2 separate regions of the Sus scrofa genome follow, and region 2 is linked to region 1. The links are chromatin contacts, called in public HiChIP or PLAC-seq maps. All regions are on one chromosome and are shown on one strand. Each heading gives the region's core, a stretch centred on a gene start, on an enhancer-like site or on the middle of the called end of the contact. The rest is flanking DNA. Distances are from core to core; before and after follow the strand shown. Region 1 holds the start of CMAS (N-acylneuraminate cytidylyltransferase). Region 2 holds the start of PYROXD1 (pyridine nucleotide-disulfide oxidoreductase domain-containing protein 1).

The links. HiChIP or PLAC-seq counts read pairs in DNA pulled down with a chosen protein or histone mark.
Region 2: an H3K27ac HiChIP or PLAC-seq map of alveolar macrophages shows a contact between it and region 1. The contact joins the promoter of PYROXD1 here to the promoter of CMAS in region 1. A contact is called at or near these places in 3 of 47 Hi-C or Micro-C datasets (heart right ventricle, liver and skeletal muscle) and 1 of 2 datasets of contacts at active chromatin or transcription factors (alveolar macrophages).

What each region holds. Positions count from the first base shown.
Region 1 is chr5:51,456,234-51,460,203 of Sscrofa11.1, reverse strand. CMAS (N-acylneuraminate cytidylyltransferase) reads left to right here and starts at 1,673. Exons shown (of 8, transcript XM_003126433.5): 1 at 1,673-2,045. The coding sequence starts at 1,786.
Region 2 is chr5:52,018,853-52,022,822 of Sscrofa11.1, reverse strand. PYROXD1 (pyridine nucleotide-disulfide oxidoreductase domain-containing protein 1) reads left to right here and starts at 1,979. Exons shown (of 12, transcript XM_021092253.1): 1 at 1,979-2,199. The coding sequence starts at 2,116. It also overlaps a transcript of SLCO1A2 not described here.

The sequences.
Region 1 (3,970 bases), core at 424-2,923:
GAGCTAGTGTCGGGGCAGGGGAAGGAGGCAAAATGCAAAATGACCCCTTGGCCTCTAGTGCTGGGATGGTTTTTGGGGCCTGGACCCCTTCTTCAGGTGCTGCCTTGATGCCTGTTTACAGTCATCCTTCCCCATATTCAGCATCTTTTCCCAGAACCGGTTCCAGGAAGGGCTGGGCCATCACTACTTCGCAGGCAAGAAGATGAGATATAAAGTTTCCAGTGTCTGTCTAGGATCCAAAACACTAAAAGCTTATTTTATTTCCTTCATAAAGGGCCAAGACCTGTGAAGCACAAAAGCCTTCTGCCATTCCTTAAGAAGGAAAGGCAATAGGCTACCTTTCCTGCTTCTGGATGTATTAGCTTCCACCCAGGACAGACAAGGAGACTCTCTGCTTCCAAAACAGGCTTGCAAAAGTAGTGAAAGATAAAATGCATATTAAGTAGGAGATGCCTTCCTAAAAGAACTATTACAAAAGAGGTGTGTGTGTGTGTGTGTGTGTGTGTGTGTGTGCGTGTGCGCACGCGCCCATGCACACCTTTGAAATTTTCAGCGGGATCAAGAGCTTGAAATGATGTCATAGGACTCCTTCTCTCTTCTCCCTTCATCTCTTGTCCCTAATTTCTTTTGTGTGAACATCAGTCTCCCAGCCAATTTCAGAACAAAACCCCCACCACCAGCCTTTCCTCATCCTGCCCTGAGTTTTCAGGTTTACAGGGTTCTGAGCACCCAAAAATTCAGCAAGAAAAAAAAATCTTTCCTTCCCAGATTGTGGGCTCTGCTTGGTCATAGGCCTGTCCCTCGACCACAACTGTGTCCAGGAAGATGAGACTGACCAACTTGGGTCCCACACCCACTACTACAACGCTGAGGATTTGAAACACCCACCAGGTCAAAGAGGTAAAAATTCCTGAAAGGAAAATATTTCTGGGAGTCCAAAAACAAAAACAAACAACAATAGTTGTCTACTACATTAGAAGGGAATAGTTAAGGTCAGCTTCCTAGTTTTTTCCACTTAGATGGGGAGATACTGTTGATAGAAAATGTCGATGGAAATGTTCACAGAAATGTTAACTAGACCTATTGCAGTGATCATTTTGCAATACATACAAATATCAAATCATTGCATTGTACACCTGCAACTAATATGTTATATGCCAATTATGCCTCAATTTAAAAAAAAAGACAGAAAATGCAGAGGTAGAAGCAGTTTGAGGACACATGGAGAGTTGTTTTTAAAATATTGAATTTAAGGTGACTGGAGGACAATGAGGTAATCTCTTGCAAACAACGAGTCAGGGGCACTGCAGAAAGAGGTACACTTCAAATATAAATTTTAAAGTATAAATTGATTTGTGTTAGGGTTCATCAGGCCCTGCAGGGGGAAACTTACTACAATTCCTAAATGGGGACGCTCTTTAGCAAAAGATCGGTCATCTAGATGCACTATTTTAGAAATCTCCATACAATATCAAGCCCCCCAGAAGATGCAGTGCCTCCCGGTTGTGACTGCCTGTCACTGCCTGACTTGGGTTTGCGGTCGCCCTGGTGGACCCCAGGCAGAGCCTAAAGTGTCTCCAGGACCCCACGAACTACCCGCGGACTACAATCCCCAGCATGCCCCACAAGGGTGAAGGACGTGGCGGTGGGTGGGGCCGGGAACAACCACTCCCACCCCACCCCACCCCCGCGGGTGGCCGGGCGGGGAGATCGGGCGGCGCCGAGCTGAGGCGGCGAGACGAGCTCCCGGATGTGGAGAAGCTGGGGAGAAGGCGTGGGAGGAAGATGGACTCAGTGGAGAAGGGGGCCGCCACCTCTGTCTCCAACCCACGGGGGCGGCCCTCCCGGGGCCGGCCGCCGAAGCTGCAACGCAACTCCCGCGGCGGCCAGGGCCGAGGGGTAGAGAAGCCCCCGCACCTGGCGGCCCTGATCCTGGCCCGGGGCGGCAGCAAGGGCATCCCCCTGAAGAACATTAAGCACCTGGCGGGGGTCCCACTCATTGGCTGGGTCCTGCGTGCGGCCCTGGATTCGGGGGTCTTCCAGAGGTGCGCATGTGCGAAAGTGGGCGGTGCGGCCTGGGAGGGGGTCGCGAGGGGGAGCCGGGCCGCTGGCGGGGCAGTGGCTCGTGGGGCTGTGGCCCATGGAAGGGTTGTGCAAGATTCGGGGTGTCCGGGCCCAGGCTGACAGCCCAGGGAGGAAGGGCTCCAGCTTCTTCCTTGTTCCTTGGCCGCTAATAGCCGTGAACTTGAGACAGTTCCTGTCCCCGCCCTTGAGAATAACATCCGTAAATGAGGAGATTTCCCCTACTCAACCGTTTGCGCCGCCCGATTTGACCTCATTGGGTAAAGGAAAGGAGGCCACCCTTCTGAAACGTCTACGATAATTTGTGAACTCCTTTAAACAGAGGCCATTGGCTTTCCCCTGTTGCTCAGCTCCTGATACCCACTTGGTGCTGATCGATTGAGGAAGCATCAGGTTCATGAATGGAGTGGGGTGTTAAGGCTTTTCCAATTTCCAGCTTAGCTTGGCGATCCTTTCCTGACCTTTGGGAAAAAGCTATCTGCCTGTGAGTCAGCACTATCTAGAACGCTCCCTACATTTGTACCTATGTGAGAGACAGTGGGAAAGCGCACCCCTGGACTGTTGGATGAAATGCTTATAAATGGTTTCATTATACCTTTGGAGCCTCGTTTGCCCTAAGGACAGTTTTAATTGTGCATCATTTAGAGGAATGGCCATATGCCATATTGGTCAGGAGTTACAAGCTGATGTCATTCATAAAAGAAGAGAGAGAGAATTCTGTGCCAAGAATGAATTTACACATGGTAATTTCAGCCTAATTATGATTGAATTTGTTACAGTGGAAAGTAAATTATTTTCACCTTTTGATATTTGGGCTTGGGTTTTTTTAAAGAGATGGCTGGTTTTGGAGTATATTCATTACCCTTATTAACATATGGATAAATGGTTTTCATTTAACCGATTTTGTTTCCAAAGGAGATACCAAAAAAGTTTAAGTTTACTAATTTTCTTAATGTTTTAATCCAAAGATAGTACTGGGTGGTGCAAGGTAAACAGGAGCCAGAGCACAGAAGATAACCCTCATGTAACAGGAAATGTGCAAAGGAGAGATAGGGAAATACTTGGGGATTTGGTTCAGTTCAGTAAACACAGCCCTGTTTTCAGCCATACAACCCCGTCCATCCAAGAGAATACCAGGATGAATGTGACATGGTTCTTGTGAAGTTCTCCGACTTTTTTACCTCTTTACAGAGGATACACACTGAAGGGAAAAAAACGGGGGTGGGGGATGGACCTGGAGAAGGTGCATCCAGGCAACAGCAATGTGGTAAAATCCTGTATTTGTGAAGTGAACTAGAGATCAAAATCGCATTCATAATGGATTGAGAACAGAACTCATTTATGACTTTGGTTGCATAGGTCAGGAAACCCCTTTCAAACTGGCTTAACCAAAAAAGGGTAAGGCTTGTTTGAGATTCAGTCAGATTCAAGGGCAAAAGTGATTCATTTATTTAGCAAATATTTATTGGCTACCTACTACTTAACAGACACTATTTTGTGTCCCTAACCAGGGGTTATAGCAGTCCCTAGGTTCATGGAGCTTGCACTGTAATAGGGAGAGACAGTTACTATGCAAAGAAGTTAATATATTTTGTATCAGATGGTGATACATATTTTTAAGAAAAAGTAAGGGGGTAGTGCACTTGGTCACCATAATCTGCTGTATCTTGGTTCTTCTAGATGGGCTCTCTCCCTGTGTGGTATCAAGGTGGTTGTGCTGAGAACTGCAGAACTTTCCACACATAACAATTCCATTCAACCCCCCTGTGTTCAGCCAAATTCTAGCATGATTTCCAGCAGTTGAAGGATGATCCTCGTCCCCCTACAAAATGCCTGCTTAATGCTGCCAGGAGAATTTAACTTTGTTCTGACAGATAGCCCCTGAACA
Region 2 (3,970 bases), core at 730-3,229, 560 kb before region 1:
CTTAGGTGGGGAAGTAACTCACTAAAGATCACATAATTAAGGAAATGCTAGCACCATACTTGACTAAATCATTAACTACTGCATAAAATTTCATTGTTCTTTCCCAATTTTCAGTCAGCTCCATAAATTAATCTAAATTCTCTTATTTTAGATATTTCTGTAATCAGCTTAGTAAAGAATTGGAAGCTAGGTTTTCATTTAATAGTTTAAAAGTCAGAGATGACATTTAAAAAAAAAAAAAAAGTTAAGGAAGTAGAAGTAGCAAGACAAAGAGGGTTTAATTCCCTTCAATTTTTCCAGATTATTCCTAAACTCCTCAACTATTTTTTTTTCCCTCTTTCTTTTTGCCATCTCCTATATTTCCTGTACTCACTTCTGCCATGAAACTTTTGGTAGTTGAGATATTTCCTGTTGGGTGGCCAGATAGCTCCTCTGAACCCATCCAAAGGCTACTGAGCCTTGGAGATTCAGTATAAATCCTGCCTTCTCTGAAGCTGACCTTGTCTACTCCAGACTCCAAAGGCATACACCATAATATTTAGCAAAAAACTGGTCTGAAGATACAGAGAGGGAAAAGTAATAATCCCTGAGATTAAGGAGTTTGTGGTTGGAGGGGGGAGAGGAATCAGACCCACATCAGATTAAAAAAAAGTGTTTTAACTCTGAATTCAGGGGATGACAAGGGACTATTGGAACACAGAGAGGATACCTGCCTCAGTCTTAAAGAAATTAGATAAAGCTTCTTAAGGGAGGTCATGGATGGTTGAACCAAAGGTCAGCGGGGAATTAGCTAGGGAAAACCCATTGGGAAAGAGTATTAAAGAAAGAGTTATGTGCAAATGCTCAGAAAAGAAAGAACATACCTATCCTGGAAGCTGCAAGCGTGGTTCTAGCTAAAGCACAGTGAGTTGAATGAGATCCAGTGAAAACAGAGGTAAGAGAAGTAAACAAGACTCGATCTATACAGGTTTAAAGTACATTCTCCTCCTCCTCGAAATGCATTATTTGGTTGCCTAAGCTAGTAACAGGAATTAGAGTTGCTTATTTAACTGCCTACTATTTAACTTATTAAATCAAAGCACAATCATTATTAGGGATATCAGTAAATATCTGTAATTAGATGTGTTAGGTTTTCCTGTTATACAGCCTGGTTATTTCCAGAATTTAAGAATTAAAGGGGGACTGATAATTCCCAGTTTTGGAATGAGCCATTTAGAGAAATAGCACCTTCTTAATATTATAATACAACCCCCAGGGGAAGGATTATATTAGACAGCGAAGGTAATAGAAAATAGTAAAATAATGTAAAATAGTAAATACTGCAATAATTTGAATATCGTAAAAATAATTTTTACAAATTAGATTGGGAATATTTAATTCAGTCTTCACAGATGTTATTTACTGGAAACTGGGGAGGAAATGGTGGTTTATTTTTACAAAGTGGCGAGCAACTCTATATACTGCAGAAATTTATCGTTGAGATCAAAATTGTCAACGGGAACAACTTCTTAGAGAACAATCCATAGTATTGCTTTGCCTTGATTCATGTGTCTATGAATAATTTGCTTCCAAAAGGTAAAATCTTAGATTGCTTGGTTAAGGATAGGGAAGGATGATGTTCCTTCTACCATTGAGTTTTAAGAGTTGAACTATGTTTAACCTCCCGCAGGAACCAACAGTGAGAAGTTCAGAGCAGTTCATTGATTCTAAGAACGCGCTGCCCCGTGAGAACACTGATCTGTCTTAGACAACCTGTTAAGGCTCTTTGAACAACCCATCTACTTTACTTTGGCTTTTGTCATATCAAACCTACGTGGAAAAAAGACATTTAGCAGCGGTGATAATAACGCAAAGCCCTGCAATCAACAAGCCGCCTCTGCGCTTAGGAACCGCAGCCCCAGCAGATAAGCGAAGAGACTAAGTATGAGCTCCCGGGCACCCGTACCTCGGATTCTCAGGAGCGCGAAGGGAATAAGTGTGAGCTCCGAGGCACCCGTACCTCGGACTCTCAGGGGCAAACGACGGAAGTGGTCGCCTGGCGCCGCTCCCTCTCCCGAAATCCAAACTTTTTTGGCTCCACCACTGTTGTCTGCAAACCGCTGGAGGTCCGAGAGCATGGAGGTAGCGCGCTCGCCCCCTACAGCAGGGAAGTTTGTGGTGGTCGGCGGTGGCATCGCGGGCGTTACCTGTGCGGAGCAGGTAAAGCAGGCGCGCAGGCTTCTCCCTTCTCCTCGACCCCGGCGGCGGTGGCGCTCGGGGTTCCCTCCTGCCGCCTTTCCTAGTCCTTTTTCCAGGTAGCTTTCTAGCCGCTTTGTTTTTCTCCCTTCACTCATTCCGGCTCCCAAGTATTGTAGAGTGTGTCGTGGCCGTCAGGTGACATCCTTAGTACCTCTCAAGCTTCGCTTCAGGCGCTGAAAGGAGAGGTGGCGAGCAAGTTATTAGCGGGGAAACTAAAGCAGAGTGAACCCGCTTCTGGTCCTAGTAATAGCGGAGCAGACCGGGGGTTGGGGGGGCTAGGGGGTGGGAGGGGTTATAACTAGGAAGTACTTGGTCGGAAAATTCAGCCCCTTTTCTTAAATTAGCTGATTGAATTCCGCTTCCGCCTAAATTCCAGGTCCGTAGTGCATCATAACTAAGAGATAACTAAGTGATAATCTCTTACGTAAGTTTCCTGTACTTGGCACTCCCAAGATACTATAGATATGTCATCTATAGTAATGTTTTGTAAAACAGCCAGCAAGGGATTAAATACAGCGAGGGAATAAGTTTCTGATTTACAGTGACTAGTCAGACTACATATATACATGTATTCTAATAAAGAATGGGTTATTTCGCTGGTAAAAAGTAAACATAAGTAGTCACTGATGTCATAAGAATTTGAAGTATTTTTCCTCAACTCTTAATCTTGGGATGTGTATTTTTCATTTATTCACCAAGTAAACACCTATAATCCAGTCACTGTACTAATGGCTGATCAGATAAATACAGAGAATGGTACCTCCTTTTTAGAGACCCACAGGGTAGTGGAAGAGACATGTAAATTATTTCCTCAGTGTGTTTGGTATCTTAGGGGTGCCTTTAGAGTTGGTAAGTAGTAAATTAGGGGAGAAGTATCCTTTCTCACAGTAGATGTCCTTTTGTCTTACAGGCATAGCTCATTTTATTGCACTTTGATTTATTATACTTCACGTTGCATTGTTTACAAGTTGGAGGTTTGTGGCAACCCTGTCCAGCAAGCCTTTTAGGTGCCATTTTTCTGACAGCATTTGCTCACTTTGTGACTCCGTCATATTTTGGAAATTCCTACCAGTATTTCAGACTTATAAATCATTCTGTTTGTTATGGTGATCTGTGATGAGTAATCTTTGATGTTACTATTGCAAAAAGATTGCAACTCACTGCAGACTCAGATGATGATTAGCATATTTTAGCAAAGTATTTTTTAATTAAGACGTCCATTTTTCTTTTAGAAATAATGCTGTTGTGCACTTAATATTGACAACTGTATAATGCAAACATAACTTTTATATGCACTGGGAAACCAAAATTGCATGTGACTTGCTTTATTGCATTACTCACTTTATTGCAGTAGCCTGGAACTGGACCCATAGTATATCTGAGTTATACCTGTATAGAAGAATGAGTAAAAGTTTACCAGGTAGACAAGAAAAGACAGACATTCCAAAGAGATTCCACCTGTAATCTCAGGTGGAAAAGCATGGCATTATCTGGAAGAAGAAAGCTGAAAGCATGTGGTACATAAAGGACAAAGACTGGCAGATACATAAAGGATCTTGTAGTCAAGTTAAGAATTTAATAAGAACTTATAAGTAGTTGAACAATTTTGAGCAGTGGAGAAATGTGATCAAATGAAAACTTTTGAAAGATAGTTATAATGTGTTTGGGATAGGGGTAACTGGTTAATATGAGACTGGAAGGCCAACTTACAGGTGATTTTAGTAATAGGGCT